Linked DNA regions of Mus musculus: region 1 is linked to region 2. The links are chromatin contacts, called in public Hi-C maps. All regions are on one chromosome and are shown on one strand. The core of a region is the stretch at or near the end of the contact, and the rest is flanking DNA. Distances in the headings are between cores, read along the strand shown. Region 1 overlaps Cdk17 (cyclin-dependent kinase 17). Region 2 overlaps Cfap54 (cilia and flagella associated protein 54).

Region 1 (7,288 bases), core at 1,932-4,431, 180 kb before region 2:
TCTGATTCCTCTTCCTTGGTTTTTTGAGTCACTATACCACGGTGACCTTGCTTTTTTGTGAATTTTACTGACTATAATATTGACATTTTCAAAGGAATCAAGAGTAAGTAAAGAAGGTAGGGCTGTAGTTCAGAGACAGTGCTTGCCTATCTTACTCAAGTCTCTCACTGTGATCCCAGCACCATCAAGGAGGAGTACGGGTGGGGGAGGCTCAACTAACAGCAGAAATAATCAAAAGTAAACAACATTCATTACTTGAAGCCATATATATATTTGCTATGCAACAACAACAACAACACAACAACAAGCCAAGAATCAGAAAATGATGACTGTGTTGTGAGATTTGCTTTCTGGAGGCTAAAAGCATGAAATACTAGATTCAAAGTACTTTCAGATAAAAATTTCCCATGGTCTTTGACACACCCTTTGCATGATTCCACGCAAGCTGCACAAAAAGCAGCTTGGCAAAGCGAGGGAGTGGGTGCAGGGGCAAGTGTAAGGGAATGACATAATGATGCTCAGGAAGTAGAGACGGGATCTATACAAGCATACAAAATTAACCTGTAGCATCTGCTTCAATCTCAGGTAGCCAACAGCAAATCCCTTTCAAACAAACAACAACATACTAAATAAACAAATGTCCATGAATAGCCAGGGCAAATCCAGCATTCAGTAAGAATGAGTTTTTAACTTGTTACTAACATAGCTTATTAGAATAATTCAAATTCTAAGTATATAACTCAAAATCAAAGCTACTCTAAAAACGTTCTTTCAATATAGAAGTTTACTTCCTAAAAGCGAAGTACACATTACTGCGTTTTATTTTCAGGTCGCATAAAATCAGATCAGCTAAAAGGTTAACCAGCGGCTAGTGAAGTCACCGAGCAGATAATAAAAGCAGTCAGCTGTGGTCAGCATATGGGGGCGCCTTTCAGAGGCAGCTTCCAGCTTTCGGGATCTGGCATAAACGCGTCAAACTTAAGAAGCCAAGTGCTTCTATTTACATGGGCTACTGACATTTACCGTATCTGTAAGCCAACACTGAGAAAATGGAAAGGTGTTTATTTACAGATTAAAAACAAGGCACGGTCAGGTGCAGCGACTCTGTCCTATAATCATGGAATTCAAGAGACTGGGGCAGGATGATCATGATGTTGGGGACAATGTAGGTGCACAGTGAGACCCTGACTCAAAAACAGAAACGATGCGAACCTCAAGTGCTCACCAGTCATAAGCTGTCTGCAATAATATCTTAATAAAAAGTTATTTTCCAAGGCAAAAAAAAAATCTTATACTCCTATCACTTATTTTAAATTTCATGTTAATAAAGGGCAACTGGATATCATTTTCTTTGATATGCATGGTATATAGAGGACAGCACATCAAATTATCAAATTTTTTTTTTTTTTTTTTTTTTGCTTGTTTGTTTGTTTGGTTTTTGGTTTTTCGAGACAGGGTTTCTCTGTATAGTCTTGGCTGTCCTGGAACTCACTTTGTAGACCAGGCTGGCCTCGAACTCAGAAATCCGCCTGTCTCTGCCTCCCAAGTGCTGGGATTAAAGGCGTGCGCCACCACGCCCGGCTCAAATTATCAAATTTGTAATCGCTCACATACATATGACAAGAATGAATCTCATAGAGACCAAGAGAAGAAGGAGGACCCTGCACATGGCCCCACCCCAACTGGTCCATCTATGACACGGCTCCTGCACCTAAGGCTCAGGGGACAACTCCAAAGAGGGACAGAAAGAGTGAAAAAGCGGGAGGAACAGGAAATCTGCTGAGAGGACACCTCCCTGAAATGTCAGGGAAGCCACACCCATGAAATATCAACAAAGCTGCCTAACTCAGGCCTGAAGGGCAATAATTCATTTTTAAGAAAACCAAATGTTAAAGACTAAATAATCAGTCTATTGGTCCCAAATTTCCTAGGAAAAATGGTGTTTCTTTAAAAAAGAAAGAAAGGAAGGAAGGAAAGGACCCCTAGTAATCTTTCTCTTTAGATTACTGTTGTTTCTGTGTGAGCTCAATGTGTTTTATGCTTATTCTTCATTTTATCACAAGAAATATTGTAATGACTTATAGTCTAGGAAAATAAACTTTACTGCAGTATCAAGTATCCCAGGTATAACTGACACTTGTCCCCTAAACATGTCAGCAGTGAAGACTACACATGCCCTGCCCTAAATACCCCCAAATACACCAAGGAACCAGCGACTCTACTGCTTACTTGGTGTTGAGTCCTCGGTGCAACCAGGAAAAAGCAAGGAGAACAGTAATTCTGAGTGTGAATTTATCTTTAGACGCCATGGAAAGTCTTAGAAGTTCTAGAGGTCTCAGCATGCTAGGAAACACGTGCGTGTTCCTCACTAATAAACCATTCACCTAAATTCCATCACACATCTCCGAGCTACAGAGAACACGTCAAAACACACAGAAAATTGACGACACTCTGTGACAACGGTGGTCTTCTCGCTTAGCCACCTGGAAGTAATAATGAATATCTTATCTCTCCATACCAAAGTCAGCCAGCTTTAGTTCTCCTCTCTCATTAATGAGGAGGTTCTGTGGTTTCAAGTCCCGGTGCAACACTTTTCTTCTATGGCAATATGCCAGACCACGGAGAATTTGGTACAGGAACAGCTACAGAAACAAATGAAAAGCAGTCTTACAGATAATGGAACGGGTCTTGCTATAAAGAAAAACCAAGCAATTAAAGCCAATTAAAATGACATCTTTTCCTCTTGCAGCTATTTTCTGAATTTGATTGTTCATTGTTCAATTTAAAACATCAACTAGTTTTTAACCCAATGAGAACCAGGAAAATAAACACTACAAATAAAACTTTGAATAACAGCAGTTCATTGGTTGGAGGCCTATAGTTTGATTATAAAATTCTGTTGTAACAACCAAGCAAACCCTGTCACTGATTTCTCCTTCCAAAACACACACACGCACACACACGTACACAAACACTTCCCTGATCTGCAGCAGCATCACCTTAAAAGGGCATCATATTTGATGGTTTTTCAGAAGAGCCAGGCTATCAGAAGAGAAAAGTGCTGTTTAGCTCTGGCAAGCCATTTGCTATAAAAGTAAGCGGCTCCTCACCCACCTCCTGGGCACTTGACTTTGAGCGCCTCCTACTCACTCTTCAAACTCCACTGTGACTCAGAAAGGGGCCCAGGCACTATTGTACTCTGAACGACGAGAAAGGGACTCCTGTAAGGTTAATGGCTAAGGGCTTCTGTGTATTTTAGAAGAAGGAAAGCGTTTTGAGTCTTTGTGGTTAGAAAAAGAGAGGCTGCATACAGAAGATGCCGAGTGTCTTTAGGTCACGGCGGAGGATGTGGAGAGGCCTGAATGAATTCTCAGAAGCAGTTTCCAGAGTTGGCATTGCTATGTTCTGAGAACTCCAGAATTATTATCTCAGTATCTGTCACATTCTATCCTTGGAAAACGTTAAGTGTAATTTCAACAGCCAGACAATAAAACGCGTTCCACCTTACAGCCACCACTTGGACCTAACTTAAAAAGCAGGGACTTTGCAAACCTTTATCAAATTATGACAGCTAAACTCTATGCTCTTTCCAAATTATTGTTCTAAGTAGAGAAAGCAAAATTAGCAAAACAAAAATATATAAATGCTATTCATAACATTTTATAAAATATGATGAAATATTTTTTAAAAAACTCATAGAATGTATGAAAATCTATTCAAAACCCTGGTCTTAGCAATGCCTGTCTTCAGAGCACTCTGTTAGTAACAAACTGGCTTCCCTCTATTTCTACCAAATTACTATTTAAAGAAAAAGTTAAATTTACTACCTACAGAATTAGAAATGTCTCAACCACACATGACACACTGCCTTCTTCCAAAATAGGTTTCCAGGAACTATTAATTTTGCATAAATAAATCTTTGATAAAAAAAATAGGGTATGCCAGTTAGGTCAAAGATATCTATTGTGAAAATTCAGCTATGTTAAATGCTTTCATGTTAAGTAACTTTTGAGTTTCATCCGATATTAGCTGCCTTAGCAAACTTCTCCAGTTACTCCAATTCTTAGATAACTAACGCTAAGAAAGCTTATCGATTTTCTTCTGATCACACAGATCTCTATTACCTATAAGTTTCTGACCTTGTCCAACTGGCTATTTTAAATACTTCTTTCAATACATGAGTGGCGTTTATCCTTCAAAGGGTCTTTCACAGGGTGTACCCAACATTTGTATTTTTTTTAGGGGCTTTTTATCCAGAACAGACTTGGATATCCACCCTACATAAGAGAATAAATTGTTGTCAAAAGTGTAAAAGACCTTTAAAGCAAAGCACCACTCCAAAGGGTCTGGTTTTTTAACAGCTGTAATACAGTCAACAGGTGCTGACTAAATATGCTTAGATGGTAGTAACCTAACCACGCCGATGGGAACGGCTTATGAGGCCAGTCTATGTGCTGGGCGATCCAGTCCAGCTGTGCTGACACAGGCTCAGAAGTGCATGGACAACATACCTTGACATTGTGCATGCTCATGATGTTCCCACAGTCATCCATGTATTGCTTCAGGTCTTTGTCCTGAAAAGATGCCGCACTTTAGCACGTGACATGGTTTTGGGACGGCATGGCTGGTTACCTTGAGAGCTTTTTTCTTTTTTTAAGTATTTATTTATATGTTGGGGTGCACTCATATGTGCCATGGCATGCATGTGGGGGTCCAAGGACAACTCCAGGGAGCTGACTCTAGTCTATGGAAGCCCCAGGTACAGAACAAGCTGTCAGTCATGGTGGTAAACACCTCTACCCACAGAGCCATCTGCCCAGCCTAATGGTGTTTAATATTTTTATTATTATTTTTATTCTTTAGTCTTTTTTTTTTACAGTCCAGTCTTTATCCCCCCCACCCCTGCCCAGTCCCAGTCTGCCCTCTGACTGTTCCTCGTCCCATACCAAGAGGATGTCCCCACCCCCACCCCTACCCCATCAGACCTCCCCTCTCCCTTGGGGCATTTAATTTTTATAACTAAGTTGCTTTTCAAAGAAACATACAGAATTCATTACACCGCATTTAAACGCCAACAGTTAAACAACAATGTCCCTGAGGCTGTTAGAAGGTCTAACTTTCTATTATATTAAAGCAAAATAGAATGCTAAATTGTATTAAATACTTACCAGGTACTCAAAGACCAGAGTCAAAGATTTGTCTGTGTGAACGATGTCGTGCAAGGTTACTATATTTGCATGTTTTAAATCCTTTAACAGTGAAACTGGAAAAACAACAAGAGGGGGAGGGGTGTTAGTCTGTGGTAGGCAGTCTATGGGGCCCAGAAGCTTTAAACCACAGCTGACTGTGGGTAAGATAAAGCCCAAAGGTTACAGCAGGACTGACAATGGAGGCAGCGAGGTTCTGACTCCTCTGGTTGTGTGCTGTGGGTCTCACACTGTATTTCCTGAAACCCTCCCGATATTCCAAGCGGCATCTCCTGACTTCCTGCCCGCTGTTGGAAGCTCTGACACTGACTGTGATACAGAGCACAGGGTACCTTTCACTCCGTGTTCTTTGTGCTTTTTCTTTGGCTCCATCTTTCCTCCGTTTGTTTCTATCTCATCTTATTATTTCTATATCTACTGGTATTTTAATGAGACAGAAAAGCACATGTGGATTTGGGTGAGTGAAGAAGTAGGGAGGAACTGGTAGGAGATAGGGGGTGGGGTGGGGACCATAATCAGAATATATTGTATGCGCTGTGTACATTTTCAATTTAAAAAAACTCGGGAGGCAGAGGCAGGCGGATTTCTGAGTTCGAGGCCAGCCTGGTCTACAAAGTGAGTTCCAGGACAGCCAGAGCTATAAAGAGAAACTCTGTCTGGAAAAACCAAATAAACAAAAAACAAAACCCAACATGGTCATGTATATATGCTATTTGTTTCTTATATTTAGTAAAATTTATTGATGTAGCTAATTTATAGTCACCATGGTCTCTCCATAACAATATAGAACTTTTTCTAGGTCAATATTTATCTGTCAGAGATTTTAATGGCTTCGTAAATATTTTACTGTGAGTTATACAATAACACAATTGACTGATCCCTTTCTGTTGAGTACTTTGGTTTTAAAAACTACCATTTGCAAGAGCCAAAGAATGACTTCCAGCCATTGATTGTGTTTCTATCTGAGCACTTTTTACAAACAGTCCTCTTAATGTGACTTGGACCAAAAGTTCTATGTAAACACTGTACCTTCTCTTATAGCTGTACAGGGTGCACCTTCTTCGTGTTCCAAGCGGATCTCTTTTAATGCCACCAAATTTTCTGTCAGTTTACTTCTTCCTTTATATACTGTTGCATATGTACCCTATAGAATATATTTTGAAGAACATTTTTAAGATGTGACAGCTGCTAACACGGTACTGCATGCTTTTACTTCGAGCACTTGGGGGACAGAGGGACTCGGAAGCCAACCTAGCCAACGTAGTGAGTTACAGGGCAGCTGGGGCTACATGGTGAGTCTCTGCTCAAAAAAAGTATACAGAGCAGAGTAAACCTCAGTTTCTAACTTCTAAGCATATTAAAGTATGTCTTATAAAAAAATCATCCTATTTGGTTTTTCTTACAGCAATGACTTAGTTCCCTGCACACACCATCCACATCCCCACCATACCATGGTGGTTCCACATCTCCTTTATTCTTGTGTTATTTCAAATGAACAGCTGGACCAGTGGATTTCATATCAAGGGCACTTAGGTAATGATACATAAAAACCACAGGAGACTGAGCATTTTCAATGAAGATGTAATGATAATGTTCAATCACAAAAACTTGATCCAGACCTTCACGCTCCTCAAAATCTGTGCACCTTAGCTCTCCTCTAAAAGCTCCCTTAAGGCTTGCCTGCTATTTTCCTGCCCTTTCTTACTGTGGATCGCAGGCAATTTAAAAATTAACAGGAGTACAGGCCGAAGAAGCAAGCTCAAGAAAGCCAGAGCTTTAAAAATTTTCTCAACTTTGGTGAAGCGTCTTTATCTCTACAGCTAGTTCTCTGAACTCATACAAATTCCATGCCGCCAGAATCCATGAGTAAACAATAGACCCTATTCCATTACTCACAGAGCACAGCATTTGTACTTCATCAAAAGATTACAAATCTACCAAAAATATTAATTTCATCTTACCTGATGCAAGGTTTCAAGGACCAAGAAGATTTATTCCATCTAGTTGTGCGATCATTTCAGAGTGAGATATATAGTCTTTTAGGTAATATAGGTCATTGCAGAATTTGGTATATGATATTT
Region 2 (7,430 bases), core at 239-2,738:
GTCACCTTGGTGGTGCTTTCTGCCACCGAGGCCAAGGTTGTTGGTTTACCTTGCCCGTATCATCAGAACCTCCAGTCTGTTTCTCTCTCCTCCCAGTACAGGACTTAAAGACACATACCACCGTGCCTGGCTCTTTGATGGGTGCTGAGGAGTGAGCTCAGGTCATTGTGCTTGCATGACACTTTACCATTTTTCCAGTCCCTGAGTTCAAGTCTGTAACTGCATGAGACAGAAATAGTACTAGTTACCCAGTACTCTCGGTGTCATTCTTGGCTGACTTAATCTTCTAGTAATGTAGAAACCAGGCATTATGGCTGCCCCTCATTATTGCTGCAAACCCTGCAACATTCTGAGTATTGTGGAAGGGTTTGGCATGCATAGCAATCCTCACTATAGTCTTTTGAGGTAGAGATCATCAGTACTACTACTACCAGGCAGTGATATCCTCCTCCTCCTCCTCCTCCTCACTCCTCCTCCTCACTCCTCCTCCTCCTCACTCCTCCTCCTACCCCCTACTCCTCCTCACTCCTCCTCCTCCTCATTCCTCCTCCTCACTCCTCCTCCTCACTCCTCCTCCTCCTCACTCCTCCTCCTCCTCACTCCTCCTCCTCACTCCTCCTCCTCCTCACTTCTCCTCCTCCTCACTCCTCCTCCTCACTCCTCCTCCTCCTCATTCCTCCTCCTCCTCACTCCTCCTCCTCCTCACTTCTCCTCCTCCTCACTCCTCCTCCTCACTCCTCCTCCTCCTCCTCATTCCTCCTCCTCCTCACTCCTCCTCCTCACTCCTCCTCCTCCTCACTTCTCCTCTTTCCTCCTCCTCCTCCCCCTTCTTCTCACAACCATCACTACCACCACCACCATATGGACCATAGTTCACCCACATCCCATGTATTCTGCTAAGTACTTTCATGAATCTTCTCACTTGATCCTCATACCAACACTTTAACAAGGACACCGTTTTCACTAAACTTTCAGCTGAGGATGCAGAGGCTAAGAAAACCGAGCTTGCTCACAATTACCGGTGTAGATTGCAGCGTTCTGAGGCCACAGTCACAAGAACCACCACACAACTAAAGAGCAATGCCTATCCAGTCACTAAATCGGCTCCTGGCTTGCCTGTCTTATTCTGGTTTACCTACTCCAATGGAGGAACCGTGTGGAGGGACAGATCTTTTTTTTTTTTTCTCTAAAATCCCAAAGACCAAGACTGATGAAGGGCTTTTCTTCAGACAGAAGCCACTAAAGCACTCACCAGTACATGCCTAAGCAGTACTCCCGCTAACAATCAAGAGACACCTTTGCTTTGGATCTTCTGAGGCATCGTAAGGGGCAGTCTGGGACTCAACAAACGTTAAAGAAGACACTAGCAACAGTATGGACTTATGCTTTGCTTTCTGGTGAAGTATTTGGCTCACACAGCCGTTAAGCCACTCCCGTATTATTACTTAAATCTCAAGTCAACCTTGAAATGGCTCCTGACATGAACCTGTGATACACGAGGCTACACTGCCACCCTGTGGCCGAGTTAGTTTATTGTTTTTTTTCCCCCCTGCTGACACCTGAAGCAAGCTTTTGTGAGGTCCATGATTTTAGATCCATCTAGATTTTTAGCTCTTTGAAGTTTGATTTTCCTGTGAAGAAAATTGTCCTGTTTTAGTACATCTACTTTATTAATAAAAATAATTATTTCTTGCCTTTAGGGTTAGAGAAAAAAATGTTACTTGCCCCCCGCTTCTCCCCCCAGTGGCTTTTCATCTCCAGACTTGAAAGCAGGTTTTCCGGTGGGTTTTGGCACACTCCTCTCCTTTGTCAAAGCTTCGCTGAGTGGTGGAAAGAATGCTGCACTTAGCAGTTCAAAGACTTGAATTCCAGCCCCAGTTCACCTCTTTCAGAAACAGTTCAGACTCTGAGTCAGATTAGGTTAGATTTAACTTAAGGTCCCTTCTGGCAATGGCAATATACTCTCAGGGCTCTCTCTCTCTCTCTCTCTCTCTCTCTCTCTCTCTCTCTCTCTCTCTCTCTCTCTCTCTCTCTCTCTCAAACCCCAGTGTAACGATGAAGAGAAGCTGACTTTAGTTTGAAACGCGATTTTTCTTTCTTGCTGCGGAAGCTTTGAGGGATTTTTGCAAAGGCCTGTTGATTTGAAGAGGGTATTTACACAGACTTTTACACCATAGCCTCTGAACCACGATGATCCCGAAACAGGGTTGTTGTGGGGCAGTGGGTGCGAGGGAATAGGAGGTTCTGCTGATGCTGGCAAGGTAAACCAACAACCTGGGCCGCAGTGGCAGAAGGTACCACCACGGCCCCACTGACTTGGCAGTGGCCTGTCTTCAGAACTGGGCCTGAATCTCCTCACTGTGGCCACCCAGACACCCTAGAGAAAAGCCTCTGAACACTAGCCGTGCTGGATGAGGGAGATGAAGTTGGAAGAGTTCTACAGGGACCCGGAAAATTTATCTCGGAGACAGATCTAGCGGGGAGCACAGGCTGCTTGGGTATTTTCAGGTCCTTGGACGCCTGTGTTTGGAAGTGAGTTGTGCATTGCTTGGCACTTTCCCAGAAGACCTAGCTAGGACTGCGCGCCGGAAGCCTATTTAGGTGGATTTTAGTTTAGATTATGAAGTTGTCATTTTCTCGTGTTAAAAATCGCCCTATGCTGCCATGGTTTCTTGTTACCGGGATAGGAACTCTTGGTAGGGATGTCTGGTGCTGGTGGTGTCCGTGGGAAGAAAGTTAGGGGAGCCTCGAGCCCTACCACTTCAATGATCGCCTGAAGTATTTCCATAGCCAGCTTGGTGAGCTACCCCTTTAGTGAAGGTCTGTTTGCTAGTCAACAAGCATTTTCCGTGTGCCCACTACTTGCCAGGTGATATGAGGTTACCATATGATTACAATATGGTTACGATATGAGGATGACTCACAGGCTCCCCAGTCTAGTGGAAGGAGCTTAAGTTCCTGCCCGTGGATGGTAGAGCAGATTTGCACACTGCTGTTAAATCCTCATCTACATCCAGTAGTTTCTTTTCCTCTGGAATAGAAACTAACTAGACAGGGGAAAATTCTGCTCTTTCCTCTTCTGAGCCTCCACAGCCAGCAGCCGGGCCTGACTGTTACTTCTGTCTTTCTCAGTTTTCACTATTAAACACCACATGAACCTGATGGGTTTGCTCCATCCACAAAGCCATGGGGCCTTTTGGATGCAGTCCCCTTTCAAGGCTGGTCATTGATCCACTGAAGAAATTATTCTTTAGTTATTGAAGCCACATTTTCTCACGGGCAGAGACGTTTTGCTCTGCTGTCCAAAGTTGTCGTGACTTGAGGATCCAGGACTCTGGTCAGCTTTCCTATGCTGGGCTCTGCTGTTGCCATTTCCGGAGCATTCTGCCGAGTAGTTTTATGTCACCTTGACACAGGCTAGAGTCGAAGGCGAGGAGGAAATCTCAATTGAGAAAAAGTCTCCATAGGACTGGGCTGTAGGCAAGCCTCTAAGGCATTTTCTTAATTAGCGATTGATACGGGGGCGGGGGTGGTGCAGACATTGTGGATAGGGCCACCCTGGGCTAGTGGTCCAGGGTTCTATAAGAAAGCAGGCTGATCAAGTTGTGGAGAGCAAGCTAGTAAGCAGCACCTCTCCGTGACCTCTGCATCAGCTCCTGCCTCCGGGTTCCTGGCCTGCTTGAGTTGACTTCTTTCAGTGATGGACTACAGTGTGGAAGGGTAAGCCAAAGAAACCCTTTCTTCCCCAACTCACTTTAGGTCATGGTGTCTGATCCTAGCAATAGGAGCCCTGACTATGACAAGTACTTAACAGAGTATTGAACACTACCCCAGCCCATCATTCACACTGGTTCTTGCTCCAGAGCAGCATGGCTGGGCTGTATTAAAGTACCCATTGTACAGATGAGACGATTGAGGTCTGGAGAGACACTGAGATGTGAATGCAGCCTAAATTTATTTCAGTCTGACTGTTCCAGCCTTTTCCATTTTCCTGGTCCTCCTAAACCAAAAACAACACAGCGCTCGCTTCCACAGACCAGCTAGCAACTTTGAGTTGTTCCTAGACCAGAGCTTACACTTGAAGAATATTGCTGAAAATGAGCTCAGCTCATAGGCCTCTTAAGGAACTATTCTAGAACAATAAAGGCTCTATAACAGCTACTCTGAGATTTGGGGCTCTCTCAACTTAAATTAAAAACAAAAATTCAGGGGGCAGGGAGATAGGCTCTTGGTAAGTGCTTGCTTTACAATCATGAACTCCGGAGTTTGGTTTCCTGAACCCACATTTATAAAGAAGCCAGGCACTGGTTCTATATAGAATTATTCCTATAATCCCTGCACAGAGAAGCTGGAGACAAGCATATTCTAAGGACTAGCTGGCCTTTTGTTTGTTTGTTTGTTTATGGTCATTGATGGGAATAACCAATAACCTGAGCTCAAAGTGTAGACGTTGATGGTTCTGAGAAATATCACTATGGCTGGTGTAAGAGATGAGAAACCATTCAGTTGTGCTTTCTACTTCCCAGGCCTTGGAGTTCCTGCTGTGGGCCAGCATGTGCATGGAGTCCTCTGTCCCGCTCCTGTCCATCAGGTACCTGACATGGAGAGCCACTCTCTACACTGCCGTCTGCCAGTGCCACTATGACTGTCAGGATGGCATCCACGGGGAGGTATGTGGCTCTCTAAGGTGGATGGCTTCAGCATTTGAAGTACAGCTTATCAAACCCTCTCTCTGTTAGATGTCTCAAGGCAACAGACCAGCCAAAGAACTGGAAAGAAGCAAAGCCAAGAAACTCCTGGCTTTATCTGAAGACATTTTCTTCTTGGCTATTCCATTTTGTCGGTTTTGTGGCGTTTTTTTCTCTATGTTGCCTGTGAGTTCTCTCCTTGACTCTTGCACTGCCAGCTTGGGCTTTCTTTGCTCTTTTTATTCCTTATTCTTTTGTGGTGTGTGTGTGTGTGTGTGTGTGTGTGTGTGTGTGTGTGTGTGTGTGTGTGTGACTACATGTGGAGGTCAGAGGACAACCTTTGGCAAGGTCTTGGCTCTCGCTTTTCACTTTGTTTCAGAGAGCATCTCTTGTCCGCTGTTGCTTACTCCAGGCTAGTTGGTTGACAAGGTTCCAGAGACTTGTCTGTCTCAGCCTCCCATATTGCCATAGCAACACTAAGATTACAGATGTGAGCCACTGTGCCTGGCTTTACCTGGGGTTTGGGGACCCAAACTCAGGTACCCACTAATGTATTTATAAAAAGATAAAGAGATATAGGGATATGTTCTATGGGGTGTGGTGAGGTATGGGGGTGGGGGGATGTCTCAGCTGGCCCATGCCGAGGCATCCCTTCCCCCTGAGGGACCAGCCACAAGATGATATAGTATAGAATTGAGTCTATTCAGGGCATGGGGAGAGGAGTTAGGAGGGAAGTAGAGGCAAAGAATGGCAGAGAGAGAGGGGGGGAGAGGCCTGCCATGACCACGTGGAGAGAGGGAAGGGGATGGGGAGGGGGAGAGCAAGAGAGCAAGAGGCAAGGGGGGGGCAAGGAGCCTCCTTCATAGTGGGTCAGGCCTACCTGGCTATTGCCAGGAAACTGTGGGGTGGAGTTTAGACAGAATGCTAACACCCATGCTTGTGTAGCCAGCACTATACCCATGGACCCATCTCCCTAGCCCTTGCTGCCCTCTTCTACTCAGCTTCCAGCATCTTCCTTCCCTCCGTTTGCTTTCACATGGAAGCTCCTTTCTTCCCTGCTCAGTTTTAGACTCCACTGCACCTATTATATGTTTATCTTGACCCTTCTCTGCCTTCAGACTGATTTGATATATTTGTTTTCCCCATTTTGGGGGTACATCTTTTAGACCAAATACTTGACAAGGCAGCAGGGGCTCCCATTGGCTGGCATGGAATCTCAGTATAATTTTAAACGAATATTCTCCCTATGGAACATGGTTCCCACTTGTCAGCAAATGTAGCCTTGGTGAAAATTAGAAAAGCATACCTCTTTCTTTAGGCCGACAAAACCCTTCCCCAGGATGCACAGCTTGGTACGAGGACTATAGCTTGGGTGTCAGCGTCCCCTTAGCCCATTGGCTGGGAAAACCGTGCAGAACACAGCGTTTACAGCCATGCTCGGATCTGCTTCTGTTCTGTCACCAAGCTGATGTACATAATTTGGTCACTGATAGTTTCTTCCGTTTGTTTTTATCCTGCCTGGATTAATTCTGATCTGTTAGGTGTTAGCAGTCCCTAGCTAAGGGAGCAGGCGAATGCATACCCTGCTGGGCTATTTCTACAGCTCAGGAGAATGCTAGAAATTGCTTACCACATATGCCTGTTTCACTTGCGTGTGCTAGGGAAGGCTTAGTTTGCTACACAGTTCCTGAAGTGATAGAAGACGCAGAACAGGGTGGTTTTGACCTTTTGATTCCTGTTGGGTTCTTGCTTCCCAGAGAACTTATACATTTATTAATTCTAATATTGTAGCTGGCCTGGAATTTTCTTTGTGAAAATCTAGGAGTATTTAAAAAAAATTGGCAAAATCAACGACATGAAAATTTGGAAGTGCAATGTGCAATTTGTTGCACCCTGGAGGCACCAATGATGTAATCTTTTGCTACTCTCCTCCTCTCAAGGGGTCATCCAGACCCTTGTTGTTATTTCTAGAGAATCATCATGGTGGTAAGGTGGTTCCAGGAGCTAAGCCCATCTTCTCCAAGCCTCTCCATCAGGTTCTTCAGGATTTCCAGCATGTGGACACTGGAGACTTGAAAATGAACAAGGCCTTTCAGAGACCTCACCCTGTAGTGGTCATCGTTTGAGCATCTGTAGAGAATATATCACGTGTTATACTAGAAAGGTTGAAATTCGTGAAGACCATCTCAGTATGGTATACATTGTGTGCATGTGCATTCGAGTGTGAGCAGGTTTGTGTGCATTGTTCCAGGAGCCGTACTCAGTACAAAGGTCTGCTTAATCTATATTTTGGCTTTCCTCTAAACATTCTATAATTCATAAAGTTAATGTGTCAGGATGTTTATTAACTTTAGATTTATAGAGCTTAATGGTGCTCATAGGAAATGATGGATTGGAAAGCTACCGTGTTATAAAAAGTCAACAGCAGCCTGCAGTTTAGTTCCGATTAAATCAAATGCCTCAGACATCAAAACATACCATTCTTATACATTTTTAATCACTCTTCTCCAACTTATTGTGGATTAAATTTGTTTTAATTGCAACACAGGCATTTGCTCGGCGTGCGCTAGCTAAAATTGATGAGTTAAGGCAGCTGGAATTAATGAGCTCCTCGTCGTCTCTGGAAACCTCCCGAAAATATTACAGAGAGGCCACGATAAAGGTATGAACATTTCATGAAATGGAAGACATCTACCACGCAGCGCTATTGACTGAGCGCTCAATCTTAGTGACCGAGTCGTG

What was found. Hi-C and Micro-C count contacts between places; a contact is called where the count stands out from the background.
Region 1: a Hi-C map of the G1E-ER4 cell line shows a contact between it and region 2, with 5 times the contacts expected there. The contact joins two enhancer-like sites. A contact is called at or near these places in 1 of 15 datasets of contacts at CTCF or cohesin (the NIH/3T3 cell line), 32 of 484 Hi-C or Micro-C datasets (the 4T1 cell line, the C2C12 cell line, the G1E-ER4 cell line and 22 more), 8 of 115 datasets of contacts at active chromatin or transcription factors (DN3 thymocytes, Th17 cells, Th2 cells and 5 more) and 2 of 9 other capture datasets (adipose tissue and liver).

The regions. Positions count from the first base shown.
Region 1 is chr10:93,223,999-93,231,286 of GRCm38.p6, reverse strand. It overlaps Cdk17 (cyclin-dependent kinase 17), which reads right to left. Exons shown (of 17, transcript NM_146239.2): 7 at 6,237-6,351; 8 at 5,169-5,263; 9 at 4,512-4,574; 10 at 2,519-2,642. Among named protein-coding and RNA genes, the nearest start is that of Gm32551, 57 kb to the left of the region's middle. Within about 2 kb of position 3,181, at least 50 of the 459 cell types and tissues checked have an H3K27ac peak or open chromatin away from gene starts, as enhancers often do. A contact at or near this core is called in the C2C12 cell line, DN3 thymocytes, the G1E-ER4 cell line and 3 more, where this site is marked.
Region 2 is chr10:93,045,174-93,052,603 of GRCm38.p6, reverse strand. Cfap54 (cilia and flagella associated protein 54) reads left to right here. Exons shown (of 68, transcript NM_001347060.2): 6 at 4,527-4,670; 7 at 7,237-7,350. Among named protein-coding and RNA genes, the nearest start is that of Gm40739, 26 kb to the left of the region's middle. Within about 2 kb of position 1,488, at least 80 of the 459 cell types and tissues checked have an H3K27ac peak or open chromatin away from gene starts, as enhancers often do. A contact at or near this core is called in the C2C12 cell line, DN3 thymocytes, the G1E-ER4 cell line and 3 more, where this site is marked.